Linked DNA regions of Mus musculus: all the other regions are linked to region 1. Evidence: chromatin contacts called from public promoter capture Hi-C data. All regions are on one chromosome and are shown on one strand. The core of a region is the stretch at or near the end of the contact, and the rest is flanking DNA. Distances in the headings are between cores, read along the strand shown.

The links. Promoter capture Hi-C pulls out the DNA fragments that hold promoters and counts their contacts.
Region 2: a contact with region 1 is called in a promoter capture Hi-C map of liver. The contact joins the enhancer-like site here to the promoter of Pxk in region 1. A contact is called at or near these places in 9 of 39 promoter capture datasets (the C10 cell line, the HPC-7 cell line, cranial neural crest and 6 more), 3 of 115 datasets of contacts at active chromatin or transcription factors (bone marrow-derived macrophages, extraembryonic endoderm stem cells and trophoblast stem cells) and 2 of 9 other capture datasets (adipose tissue and liver).
Region 3: a promoter capture Hi-C map of the HPC-7 cell line shows a contact between it and region 1. The contact joins the enhancer-like site here to the promoter of Pxk in region 1. A contact is called at or near these places in 9 of 39 promoter capture datasets (the C10 cell line, the HPC-7 cell line, cranial neural crest and 6 more), 1 of 484 Hi-C or Micro-C datasets (LSK cells), 3 of 115 datasets of contacts at active chromatin or transcription factors (bone marrow-derived macrophages, memory CD8 T cells and microglia) and 2 of 9 other capture datasets (liver and pancreatic islet).
Region 4: a promoter capture Hi-C map of the HPC-7 cell line shows a contact between it and region 1. The contact joins the enhancer-like site here to the promoter of Pxk in region 1. A contact is called at or near these places in 15 of 39 promoter capture datasets (the 3T3-L1 cell line, the C10 cell line, the HPC-7 cell line and 11 more), 12 of 484 Hi-C or Micro-C datasets (B cells, the C2C12 cell line, the HPC-7 cell line and 6 more), 5 of 115 datasets of contacts at active chromatin or transcription factors (bone marrow-derived macrophages, embryonic stem cells, extraembryonic endoderm stem cells and 2 more) and 4 of 9 other capture datasets (adipose tissue, embryonic stem cells, liver and 1 more).

Annotation. Positions count from the first base shown.
Region 1 is chr14:8,096,503-8,099,801 of GRCm38.p6, forward strand. It overlaps Pxk (PX domain containing serine/threonine kinase), which reads left to right and starts at 1,709. Exons shown (of 18, transcript NM_145458.4): 1 at 1,709-1,914. The coding sequence starts at 1,813.
Region 2 is chr14:7,849,794-7,853,092 of GRCm38.p6, forward strand. The region is part of intron 1 of Flnb (filamin, beta); the gene reads left to right. Among named protein-coding and RNA genes, the nearest start is that of Flnb, 33 kb to the left of the region's middle. Within about 2 kb of position 1,843, at least 124 of the 459 cell types and tissues checked have an H3K27ac peak or open chromatin away from gene starts, as enhancers often do. A contact at or near this core is called in the HPC-7 cell line, adipose tissue, bone marrow-derived macrophages and 5 more, where this site is marked.
Region 3 is chr14:7,927,631-7,930,929 of GRCm38.p6, forward strand. It overlaps Flnb (filamin, beta), which reads left to right. Exons shown (of 46, transcript NM_134080.1): 35 at 1,371-1,529; 36 at 2,129-2,332; 37 at 3,133-3,285. Among named protein-coding and RNA genes, the nearest start is that of Gm45521, 28 kb to the right of the region's middle. Within about 2 kb of position 1,576, at least 30 of the 459 cell types and tissues checked have an H3K27ac peak or open chromatin away from gene starts, as enhancers often do. A contact at or near this core is called in the HPC-7 cell line and LSK cells, where this site is marked.
Region 4 is chr14:8,230,797-8,234,095 of GRCm38.p6, forward strand. The region is part of intron 13 of Acox2 (acyl-Coenzyme A oxidase 2, branched chain); the gene reads right to left. Among named protein-coding and RNA genes, the nearest start is that of Kctd6, 18 kb to the left of the region's middle. Within about 2 kb of position 1,520, at least 26 of the 459 cell types and tissues checked have an H3K27ac peak or open chromatin away from gene starts, as enhancers often do. A contact at or near this core is called in the C2C12 cell line and the HPC-7 cell line, where this site is marked.

The DNA of each region.
Region 1 (3,299 bases), core at 459-2,958:
TCAAGGTGAGATGTGGTCAAGCCTTTCATATGCATTATTAAATCCCAGCACAACCACTCAGCTTATTACATGGTAGGTTCTCAGTAAATCAGTAAATACTCACTGAGTGACTTAATGCCTTCCATAAGGGTTAGGCCACTTTATATTCCCACCAACGAAATATGAACATGGCCTTGCCTTGATGGATCCCCACCATGACCAGAGTAATAATGCAGACTTTGTGTTTCTGTTCCTCTGACAATTAAATACTCCCTGTCCTTAAACAAAGCAATGGAGGAAAGGAGTGGAACCGTCCTAAAGTGACACATGGTTTGGCTTTAGTGGATTACTGCTCTAAAGCACATAGGAATAAAAATGAGATGCAAGAAGAGGTCTCATTGATTTAGGGCTAAATTAAGAAGATCCCCAGGTCTCCTCTGAGCATTGGCCCCTGAAGGCACTCTGGTGTCACTTGGCTCCTTGGGGTTGCCCAGCAATCTCTAAGCCTGAACTCTGAAGAGAATAACCGTCAAGAGCAATCTAGACCTTTGCTATGATGTCATCGCAGTGGTGATGGATGCACAAAGAAGCTTGGTTTCTATGAATAAAATAATAGAAATTCAGTGGAAACAAGCAGAAATAAATCTCTGTTCTGTGAATTGTCAGGATGGAATGCATATTGTTTGAGATTTTAAATATGTGCAAAGTTCCTTCCTGTCCAATTGCATTCCTATTACACATTCTACATGGCATTTACTTAGTTTTGCCAATGGAAGAGTGAGGTCTCAGGGTGTGTGTGGTGTGTGTGTGTGTGTGAGAAAGAGAGAGAGAGACTTATTCAAGATCACACAGACCCTCAACAGGGTCCTAGTCATCTGATCTAAGTTTAATTTCATTATTATCCTGGAAGGCTGTGGTCTTGGGTTAAGGTGAGCAGGGTAGATTTGGTACTGACAAGTTGATCATCAAGTTTGATAGTTCTGAGTTTGAGGTTCTTGGAGCCTGTTCTAGGACCGACCAAATATTCTCACCGTCTAAGAGATCTGAGTGTTCTTTGGTTTCAAAGACTTTAAAGCTCAACTGTGAGCTAGGACCAAGCATACAAGCAGGGAAATCTTTGCATCAGTTATTTTATTTTATTTTTCCACCTCTGTCTTAAAGCTTATTGTTTAAAGATTAGGAACTAAACCCCGTGGGATCCAGTTATGAGAGTGTGGCACCTAGGTTCTCCTGAAGATCCAGGTTTAAAACATGAATCCAGATTTGGTTTACAAAGTTTGGTCTATAAACTCAGACTGAGAAGCCACCCTGAAGTTGTTTTTTGTTATATCCTGAGTCCTAAGGTCCTTGGGCAGGAAAGTGTGATTAGGAGCAGTAGGGTCTCAAATCTACCAGCCTGAGTTTCTGAACGGTTCATCTGAAAAGCTCAGTTCTGTTAGAGTCCAGAGAAGCAGTGCGAGATGTGGTGGTAATGGTTTAGTTTTGTGCTCCTCGCCCGAGGCCAGGAGCTCACAGTACTGAGTATACGCTGCGGGGGCGAGGAGGCGCCAAGAGAGCAAGGGACATAATGCCTCTGACTGCAACCATGGGACGACGATAGCAGTCACCTACCCTGCCGTGAAGAACGGCGCTAGGACCCAGCGAGGTCGGGCAGACTGGTGTTGACAGCCGGCAGGCAGAGACGACCGGCGCTAGGACCCGCGGGCGGCGGCGGCGCGCGGGGCGCGGGGCGGTGCGCGTTGACAGCAGCGGCGGCGGGACGCGGCGGGTGGCGGGGCTCGGCGCCTCCGGTTCCTGCCCCGGCTTCAGAGGCAGCGGCGGCGGCGGCCCGGGATGGCCTTCATGGAGAAGCCGCCGGCTGGCAAGGTGCTGCTGGACGACACGGTGCCGCTGACAGCGGCCGTCGAGGCGAGCCAGAGTCTGCAGTCGCACACGGTGCGCGGCTGGGGCGGGAGGCCGGGGCCGAGGGCGGGGGCCGGGCGAAGGCCGGACGGCGGCGCGGCGCGGCAGGGCGCGGGCACCGGAGCCGGGCAGGTGTGTGAGCCCGCTGCCTCCCTCCTGCCGGGCCGCGGCCGGGGCGGCGTGCCCGCGCATCCCAGACCCCCTGGAGTGGCTTAGGGGAGCCCTCGGTGCTCGTAGTACGCACAGGCGAGTTCATTTCTGCCACATGCAGTCTTTTATGGGGCTTTAAAGCCACGCTTGCTTTCATTTGCCGGTACTTCCCCCCCTTTTTCCTTTTGGAAAGGTGCTCTATGTCTTGTAATTTACAAGCAGTAAACCCTAGGAACCAGTAAAAACCGGGGAGCTTGTAGCCTCTAGGACTTGATCGAGGAAATGATGAATGGGGTGGGGGTGGGATTGGGATTCCTGAGATTGTAATGTTTTGTCAGGCCAGCAAATCAGATTCCAGCCCAGAGTCTTGTTTATCAAGCAGTGTTTGGGGGTTCATCATCTGGAGGCTAAAGCCCCACAAAAGCCTTCTGTGTCTCTGTCTCTTTGTCTCGCCGTCTCTTTTTCCATCTCGCTGTCTCTGTCTCTTGTTTCTGACGTTCCCTGTGTGTTTATCTCTGTTTCTGTGTGTGTATGTTCAAATTCTTCGCTAGTCAAAGAGATCTTTCATTCTGATGTATTAAAGCAGGACTTTTTAGAGCCCTGTTACCTCTCCGACAGCCTTGCTTTGTAGGTCAGGATTGTTGAAAGCATTTATTCTCACTTAGAGAAATGACTGTCTTTTTTTAAAAAATGCACTTTTTCTCCCAATGGTAGGTAACATCCTAAGTCCTATTGTAGAAACTTATGAAAGGCACCAAAAATCTATGAGTTTGTTGCGCTTGTAATTTGTTGCAAAGTGAGTATTTAAGGCCATGTTTATGGAAGGTAATAATAATTCTTTCAAATTATGTTTTTTGACTGGATTACTGGCAAGTAAGTCTTATAACCTCATAGGGTGTTTTAGGTCTATTTAATACTAAAGAGATGGATGCTCAGAGACCACTTCCTCTAGAAAGCCTTCCTTCCTGCGTAGCTATTACCCTAGGCAGTATGGACACCAGGATGGTTCTGTAATTTCCTCTCTTCCAAGCTTTGACAGGAGGGTCTCTGTCTGATAGCATCTCATATGTGTCGATTGAACAGATCAGTGAATGGATTGCAACCTCACTGTGCCCCGTTTCCTGTTTGTGTAGAGATGGTTGTGAAAGTCGGAACAACCTGGCTTCTGCTAACAGGTCAGTGTGGAGGTGAGAGATGTAATGGGTTCCATAGTCACTCCAGAACTCGTCATTAAAACAAGTGTAAGGAATTTTAGGGCAAAAAATTGG
Region 2 (3,299 bases), core at 593-3,092, 250 kb before region 1:
AACCATTACACGTCATGGTCTCTAGTTTCAAGCGTATACGTTTCTCTGGATTTCTTGAAGTGTTCATGTATGGAATTCTAGGCATTTCTATGCAGTTGATATGAGCACACTTTCACAGTGAGCTGTGTGTGCCTGTGCATCTGTGTCCTGGTTCTGAAGTTCTTATGTATGCTAGGCTCTACTGTTAGGCATCTAGGGAGGCATTAGACTGGCTTGGAGACACTGAAGATTGACCCCTCCACTCATGATTATAGTTGGACCTCACATCTTATTTCCTTGTGACTCATTAAGGGAAATTTTCTCTTGGTCAAGAGAATAGGAACTGAGTTCTTCAGACCATGGACAAAGACATGACAATCTAATAATCTACCACAAAGAATAGAGTATTGCATTCTGTTGTCCTCTCTCTTAAAGAGTAAATCCAACTGGGCTTGTCAGTCACCTAGCTAGGTGACATGCTCCTGACCTACCGTAAAGACTTGCTAAGGAGATGAAGAAATAATTATCCCTCAATGAGATAATGCGTTTCTTCACCACGGGGACTTGTCCCTTGCAGAAGTTGCTTGCAGATAGGAACACTGGCTGAAATCCTAAGCATGTGTGTATTGACGGACACTCGGGCCTTCCTACTGGCTTCTCTGAGCCTTCCCTTCTTCCCCTTTATTGCAGACCTTCTTTGTTTGACTCTAGCTCAGAAAACATGACCTTGTCTCTTGTTATCTCCCTTCTTCCAACTGGTAGGATTGATAGTTCACCTACCCTATGGTTTTATTCTCACACTCTAATAAAATGGTCTTCAAGCATCCCTGTGGGATGGCATAAGACTCTCTTCCTACAAAGAGAACTGGATTTCCTAAGTAATGTGTCTTGTCTTATTCAGTTCTTTGTTCAAGACCACAAAGAACCCCAAAATTTTATCACAGGCTACCCCAAAATTCCTTCTAGTAAAATGATACACATCCTAGCCAGTTGGGGTTTTGTTGTTGTTGTTGCTTAAAAATTTTTAAGTACTTATTTGAGCTTGGGTGTGAATGTCTGTGTGCCACAGAGATATGTGGAAGTCAGAGGACAGCATGTAAGTTCCTCCCCCACCCTCCATACACGTGAAAGCACTTCCTTCGAAGAGTTTTGTAGTTACAGAACAAAGAAAGTCATAAATCAGGATAATTTTGAAATAGGTTGATAAATACATCAGGTAGCAGATCACAGTGAGATGAGGAACTCTGTCCTGATAGGCGTCATATGCTGTATGGTGACATTGTTAGCTTTTGCGTTAGGAAGCAAATGGTCTGCTGAGGTAATAGATTCCAAAAGGTTTTTTATCTATTAGTCACAGGATGTTAGACACAGAAGTGGGCAAGGAAATGGCTATTTAGGGGGCTCAGACTAGCCCAAGATAAGATGATTAGGTCTGAATGTGTGACTTTCAGCCTCTCTCCCTCACTGAAGTTTGGTCATCCAGCCAGTCAGTCTTTGAAGATAGGGCTTCTTTCAGTAATTCTCATTAACAATTTGTTTACAGCTCAAGGCTTGCCCAGGCATTTTCCTCTAGTAAGATACCACCTCCCAGTGATCTACCACTTCCCTGGCACTGGGGAACAAAGTGTTCGGGTTCTGAGCCTTAGAGAACAGTCTCATTCAGACCCCACCAGAGGAGAGTTATTCAATGGGGTCACACTGGGAAGAGGAACAAAAACAGGACCAGGGATCCTGCACCTCACCTCACTCCATCTTCAGGCTTCTGACTGGGTTACATTTCAGTAGAGGCCCAGACATAAGCAGTCCTGGTCAGGGTGTGGCAGTCTCTCCTCCCGCCCCAGCTCCTAGCCTTGACTTAGCATTGTCTCAGCTCCAGTCTCTGCTCCCAGGTGTCAGATAAGCCCCTCCTCTTGGCCGACACCAGGCTTCAGCCTTTTCCTCTTGCCAGCATGAGATTCCTGGGGAAATTCCAATTCCTTGGGGACCTTTGTTTCAAAAGACCGATAGCCAAAGTGGAAGCACAAATAACCCCTGTAGAGTGCCTTGCCTGGACGGGTACAGGTGGAGTTTTCAATTTTCCCCCCTTTCACATGATTTGATAAGCCAGTCCTCGTCTGAGGGATTCCTCTTTGTACTGACTTCAACAATGGCCTGGATCCAGGAGACCCTCCCACTTCCTCCTTTAGGCACTGTGCAGTCTGTTGATTCTGACATCAGAAGTTCCAAAGCAAATCCAGGAAGGAGGAAGCTGCTTGGGGCTTGGATTCCAATCATTGCTTGCTGCTTAAGAATGACAGTTTGCAGGGGAGCATTGTGGAGCATACCTTTAATCACAGCCCTCAGGGGGTGGAGGCGAAAGCATAGTGACCTGACAGAGAGACACACTGACACCCCATCTCAAAAAAAAAAAAATAAATAAATAAATAAAAACAAAAAGAAAGAAAAAGAAAAGAAAAATGACAGCTTGCACCGAACAGTAAGTTGCTTCCCGAGTTGGTTATCAACAGAACCTATAAACACTAGTTGAGGGGGTGCAAAGGGGGTGTCTTTCTTTAGCAACCTTAATTAGGAAAATGGTTCAGAGAGCCTTTTTTTCTCTCTCTCTTTTATCTATAAAACTTCTAGATTCCCAGAGGCAGGGTTATACTTTCTTAATCCCAGCTACAGAACCATTGTAGATTGGAGAAAGATGCTATTCTTTGTTGCCTGGGCTCCCCTTTCGTCTCTGTTTCCTATCTCTCTTACCCTGGGCCTAACTGTTTATAAAATGCTCGTTTCCCAGATTCTGGGGGATGTTTGGAGGACCTGAAGAGTGGTTTAAAGTAGAATTCCCCAGAGTGAAGAGAATTAGCCTCCTTTGAGACAATTTTTATAGTGTTCTCCAGCTCAGTGATGGCTCAGTCGGTAAAGTACTTGATGAAAAAGCCATGAAGGTCCAATCTCAAACCCTATCACATTTAAAAAGCTGGGTGCATCTGTAATTCCAAAACTGGTATGGAAGGGTCAGGAGTGGGCAGACAGGTGACTTTCTGAGCCAGTGGTTTAGTTAAATCGGGGAACCCCAGGTTCAATAATAGACTCTGTCTCAAAAAATAAGATTGTGAGATGGAGAACAAATGAAGGAGACACATCCAATATCCTGTGCCCTCCACACTTACATGCAGCGCACACACAAACTGTTAAATGTCCCACAGACTTCAGAGTTGGTGTTAATTACCAGCAATCCTATACCTGGAGCTAAGCCAGACTGTCAACGTGAGACATGGTCAGTGGCACTGTCTTGAGGGCTTTGGGACTTAACACACGCGCACACTCCACGT
Region 3 (3,299 bases), core at 326-2,825, 170 kb before region 1:
ATTTGGGAAACCTAAGTCTGGTCAGGCTGCCTAAATCCTCCTTTTTTCATAACAAAATAAAAACAAGAGTTACCAACCAGAAAGCAAATTCTCAGAACGAGGCATCAAGGCAATGCTTACAGGCAGAGAGCAGGAACTAAAGAGGCCTTTCGTTCCATACTACATAAGATATCTGCCCTATTAGTTTTCTGGTCTGAAGTTCGGAGAGGTAGCCATTGAGCCAAGTTCACTGTATTCAGAAGCAGGTTGTCCCATTCCATAACCTACGCTTCTGGCTCTGTTCTGCCTGCTGAGTTAAGAACACATGGTGGGTTCTCTGGAAGATGCACAAATCAAGGCTCTTGTCAAGGATTCTTAGACCTGACTGAAGGAGGCAGTAACAGTGGGGAGTAGGAGCCAAGCTTCTTTGGGAATTGCCCAAAGACACAGCAGCAGGTGGAAATGCCTTCTGTTGCCAAAAATTTCTTTAATTTTTTTTTTATTTCATAATTCAAAGTAATGGCTTCTATTATGGAATTTTCATATAGATGCATTATACTTGGTTCTAACTCCTCCTCCTCCTCCTCCTCACTGTACCCCTCCCTTAAGATAGCTTCTCCCCCACCCCCACCCCCCACCACCCCCACCACCCCCAACCCCCACCCCCGCGCAAAAAAAAAAAAAAAAAAAAAAAAAAGCTGGGCGTGGTGGCGCGTGCCTTTAATCCCAGCACTTGGGAGGCAGAGGCAGGTGGATTTCTGAGTTCCAGGACAGCCAGGGATACACAGAGAAACCCTGTCCCAAACAAACAAAAAAAAAGATAGCTTTCTTCCCTCTCAGGGTCCCTTTCTAGTTTCTTCCCTCCTCTTTCTGTTTCTCTCCAACAGACACACACACACACACACACACACACACACACACACACACACACACGGCATCTGATAGAAAGCATGTGGTGTTGGTCTTCCTGAGTCAGCTTGACTTCAGTTAATATGATAATTTCCATTCATTTGTTTTCTTGCAGATATCCTGATTTAAATATCCTGATTTAACTTTTTAAATATTATTTCATTCTATATACATAGCCCATTGAATTGAGTTGTGTACAGAAAGATATTTAGTTTAGTTCTTCTGCATGTCAAAGATTCCTCTAAAAGTGTTCACAGGGATTTGTAGCTCAGATTCCTTCCAGCTCCTTGTCTCCCCCTGAACCAGTCATAACCACCCATTGTCCTGCCGTGGTCATTATATACTCATTGTCAGAGGCACATGATCTTCATACACCTGTGGGTAAAAGATTCTTGACGTCACATCTCCAAGTGCCATGTAGACCATGTTCTCTAGACAGCCCAGCGAGCACATGTAATAGGAGCTCTGTTGCTTTTTCTCAGATGATAACAGACGCTGCTCCCAAGTGAAGCTGGGCTCAGCTGCTGACTTCCTTCTGGACATCAGTGAGACAGACCTTAGCACACTGACAGCCAGTATCAAGGCCCCATCTGGACGTGACGAGCCCTGTCTGCTAAAGAGGCTACCCAACAACCACATTGGTGAGCTTTGGCCAGCATGGTGGGGTGTGGGAGGGGGAGCAGAGACTCCTTAGGAAGTGGGTGATCCGTTGGAGGTTGCTACAGTAAACCTGTATCACACGCACGCTTCCCTATCAGTGTTAACATCTGTGGACGTTGGATTGTTGCAACATAAGACAGTCCTGTTTCCAATTTTGAGAATAAGCTGTATTAGTCACTTTTCCCACTGCTGTGACAAACTACCCTGCAAATGCAGCTTAAGAACGGAGAGGTGTATTTTGACTCATAGTTCAGTGATACAACCCATCATGATGGAAATTTTTATGTGACAGAGAGCAAAACAGATGAATGCTGTTGCTCTGCTTGACTTAATCTTTATTCAGTCTGGAACCCCAGCCCCGGAGAGAGCCCAACATTGAGGCTGGCTCTCCCCACCTCAGTTAACCTAATCTAGAAAGGCCACCCATCACAGACATGCATAGGGTCTTTCTCCTAGATTATTTTAGACCGTGTCAAGTTGATCATGAACACATTCTCTGTCAACCAGTCTCCTCCCCCCACTTGTCCTTCATTCTTTCTCCACCTCCCATTACTAAGCCTCTACCTGTGTTCTGGTCCAGGCATTTCCTTCATCCCCCGAGAAGTGGGTGAGCATCTAGTCAGCATCAAGAAAAACGGTAACCACGTGGCCAACAGCCCTGTGTCCATTATGGTGGTCCAGTCTGAAATTGGTGATGCACGCCGAGCCAAAGTCTATGGCCAAGGCCTGTCAGAAGGCCGGACTTTTGAGATGTCAGACTTCATCGTGGACACAAGAGATGCAGGTCTGTAGGGTAGTTCCATGGGAAATACTCAGAGCTTGTGGCAATGGGTTCATTTTTTCATACTGCCAACTCTTTTACCTCCAAGCATCCTTCAGCCTCTGAGATGTGAGTGCTTGCTGCTACCTGAATCACAAGAGGAGCAGGACTTTGCTTTATAGAGAAAAAACTGAGACACATGGGAATCACCATCCCATCTATTTCTGAAACCCACTCCAGACCCACAAGCTCTCACAGATCTCTGTTATGTGTGCTCATATCACTGTTGAGAGCCTCTGTGTCCTCAGCTCCCAGGGTCCCCCGAGCAGACCATGGTGGAACAGTTGGTGCTTTGGGTAAAATAAGGCATAGCACACACACACACACACACCCCATATCGCTCTTTGAGATGCTTTGAGTTAGGTTGGGCTCTCTCAAGCCATACTACATCCCAGTGCCTTCGTCTTCTGTTTTCTTGACTGGCAGTGGCAGCCACGTGAGCTCTAGACAAAGTTATAATCCCAGGGCAGAGATTGGAAAGATTTCTGCCCCACTCAATGCTCACCAGTGGGATTTCATACTGTTGAACTTTTAGTCTGCTGTTTGAAAATTCAGATAACCCCTTAAGACAGTCCAGGCATTTATTGAGGGGCATACAGTTTCATGGGCCGCATGTTCAAATGGGACATTGATAGATACCTTCAAGGAAGGAATCGTCTGGTCAAAGCCATAGTTGGCAGGTTATCCTGTTGTAGAACTTCTCAGAGCCTTTTGCTTCCTCCTTTGCCACAAGCTCCGGAGCCAAGCTGGATATTGTGTTGCAGGCTATGGTGGCATATCCTTGGCAGTAGAAGGACCCAGCAAGGTGGACATCCAAACAGAGGACCTGGAGGACGGCACCTGCAAGGTGTCCTACTTCCCCACTGTGCCCGGGGTCTATATCGTCTCCACCAAATTTGCTGACGAGCATGTGCCTGGTATGAGACCCCTC
Region 4 (3,299 bases), core at 270-2,769, 130 kb after region 1:
CCGCCTTGCACTCCTGCCTCAGCTTCCCTCAATGATGGACTGTAACTGAGAGCCAAATAAACCCTTCCCTCCCCAAACTGGATTTGGTCAGTGCTTTATTGCAGCAGAAAGCAGCTGGTACACCCAGCAACTCTATTCCAGTTTTCTTCTCCCCAGAGATGTTGCTAGTCTTTTAGCTGATACTTACACAGATATCTCCATGTATGTATGTATGTATGTATGTATGTATGTATTATGTATGTATGTATGTATGTATGTATGTATCCATTTGTCTGTCTGTCTATCTATCTATCTATCTATCTATCTATCTATCTATCTATCTATCTACCTACCTACCTACCTACCTACCTACCTACCTACCTATCTATATAAATTGCTAACAACTTCTTGATGCTTCAGTTTTAGCTGTTATCTGTTGATTATTATAAAAGCAAAGGTTTCCTTTTGGGGAGTAAGGGGATAGAATCTTATCATGCAGTCCAGGCTGTCCTAGAACTCTGTGCAGCCCAGGCTGGCCATACTCCTCTCCACGCCCTACCCCCCCACCCCCCCACCCCGAGCCCCAGCGCCTAACGGCTGGGATTGCAGGTCCCCTCCACACACTTGGCTGGGATTGCAGGTCCCCTCCACACACTTGGCTTCACAACTATCTCCTCAACCAGATGCTCTCTCCCCTTAGCCTTCCTGTCTCCTAATATAGTTGTGATTTTTGACAAGATTAATTAAAATTCAGTATTGACATTACGATGACTGTATGACATCAAAACATTCGAAGTGGCTAAGATAATATACCGAATTATATTTGTGGGTTTTATTTTTTTATTTTGTTTTGAGATAAGGTCTTGCTTAAGGTCTGGTTGGTCTGAACTTTCACATTGTTTTTGTCTTTTAAGACAGGGTCTCACTGCAGTTCTGGCTGGTCTAGAACTCATTATGTAGCTTTGGCTGGCTTTGAACTGTACACTACATGTGGAGAGTCAGCAGTCCTTCCACACACGTGGATCTTAGGCATCAAACTCACATCATCAGCCAAGGGATTGAACTCATGTCAGTATGGGCTTCAAATACCTTTGTCCATCAAGCCATCTGCTGGCTTTTAATCCTGTTTTGACAATAACTAATGAGCCTCCTGTTGTGGCAAGAGCTAATGAACTGTACTTCTTGTTTAATATCCCTTATAACCCTCGTGGTCTCATTTCTCTCTGTAATCAGTGGGAAGTCCATGGGCCGTTGTATTTTTCCCCCTAAAAATATATTCAGCAGTTTTTCTTCCTTATCATGCTGGTTTAGGCCAGTCCATTCCTTGTTTTCACTGGTTTTCTGCCACCACCTGTGTGATCATTTGTGTCTGGAAAGACCAGCTACACTGTTGTCCTCAGAGCTTAGATAAGCTGGGCCACAGCCATGCCACAGTCATGCCACAGTCATGCCACAGCCATGCCACAGTCATGCCACAGCCATGCCACAGCCATGCCACAGCCATGCCACAGTCATGCCACAGCCATGCCACAGTTATGCCGCAGCCATGCCATAGTCATGCTCCACTGCTCTGGCTCACTGATTCATTTGCCTTGTGGTTGTTTCACAGTCTCTTCCGTCTTCAAGTCTGCAGCATCCACCTCTTCCTTCCTTACCAGAGTGACTTTGCATCTGATCAAGTGGAAGTCGTAAGGGCTTTCCACAGGTTCCCACCTCTGAGCATAACACCGAGCCCCTGTTAGTACCAGTCATCTCTGCTCTCCTCCTTCGAGTCTACCCATTCCTTGGTCTGCTAGATGCTTTGAGCCCTTGCCTACTGGAGAACAATACTCCAGACAATACTTTCCCTTCCTGTGTAGTGTCACAAACTCCTCAGGGCCACTCCATCTCTGTAGACACTTGCTGTGATCTCCCTTAAGACAAGCTCTGGGGTGGCTGCAGACAGGGCTCAGTGGTTAACAGCACTTGCAGCTCTTGGTTTAGCTGATGGCACTCAGATGTGGCTCCCAACTGTAACTCCTCAGACAGTGCACCCATGTGGTGCACTTGCATATATGGAGGCATACTTGTAAAATTAAAAACTGAAATTTAAGCCGGGTGTGGCTAATTAACACCCAACTCTCACCTAAAATCAGACACTTAGGAAAGCCCTAAATCTGAAAGATGGAGAGCTCGAAAAATCAAGAACAAGACACCTTGAAGGATACAAATGAAGCTGCAGGGAAAAGAAAACTTAAAAACAGAAAAGAAACATTTTTTTTAAATCTTCAAAATCTTCAAAGAGCTAAGAAGGTCAAGACACTGCAGATATGAAATAAGATTTTTTAAAAAAATGCCAGTAACATCCAGAAAGTAGAAAAGGGATTCTGAAATTTAAAAAAAAAAAGATAATATAAATGAAATAAATGAAATTTGAAAACAAACATGCTTTTGCTCCCTCCTTCCCTTATCACCCCCCAGTCATGGCTCCTCTTTGACCTGAATTCAGGAGTATTTTGTTTGCTTCTGCCAGTCCTGCTCATTCTGACAAGGGCTGATCTAGTGTCAGCTTTAACCTCCAGCCCCTCACTGGAATAACTGTTGTTAGTCCCCTGATGTCTTTGGTGGGTCCTGACACTTCTCATTCGCTCACTCCTTGTTGACATCATCTCTCTCACAGCTTTTAAGCATGAGTCACATACCACTGAGATCTGTCTATCTGTCTAAACCTGGCCCTCCTGTAGCCTTCCCCTTTGTGATAAGTGGCCTGACTTCCTCTCTCTATCCTGTGCCCTATCTAAGTGTCAGCAAACCCTGCTCTGTTTTCAGAGCATGTCCAGATATTGTCCACTCCCACTGCATCAGCCATATGCACATTAAGTAAGTAAGTGATCTACTCTCAGAACTTAGCCCCAGCCCCTGCATTATATATACATTATATATATGTATATATGTATGTATGTATAATGGCTCAGTTGAGAAAATGCTTGAGGCTTGAGTTTGATTCCCAGAACTTATATAGGGGGTGGGGGAAGGCTAGGTGTTGTGTTGAACATTTATAATTTTAGGTAGATGGAGACAGGTAGATCACTAGGCCTCACTGTCCAGTCCATCTAGCCTGCTTGTGGGTTCTAGGACATGTACACACACATATATACATACAAAATGAAACAAACAACAAACACCCAAATTTAAAAAGCATGCATATGCATCTACATATATGTGTCTATCCCCCAGGCATGCATACACACACGTTAGGTTGTTTTGGGTTCTACTGAGTGTCCTGTGTTCTGTCCTCTCCCTTTGTCTTACTCTCCCCTCAGCTGTACTTCTCACCTCAG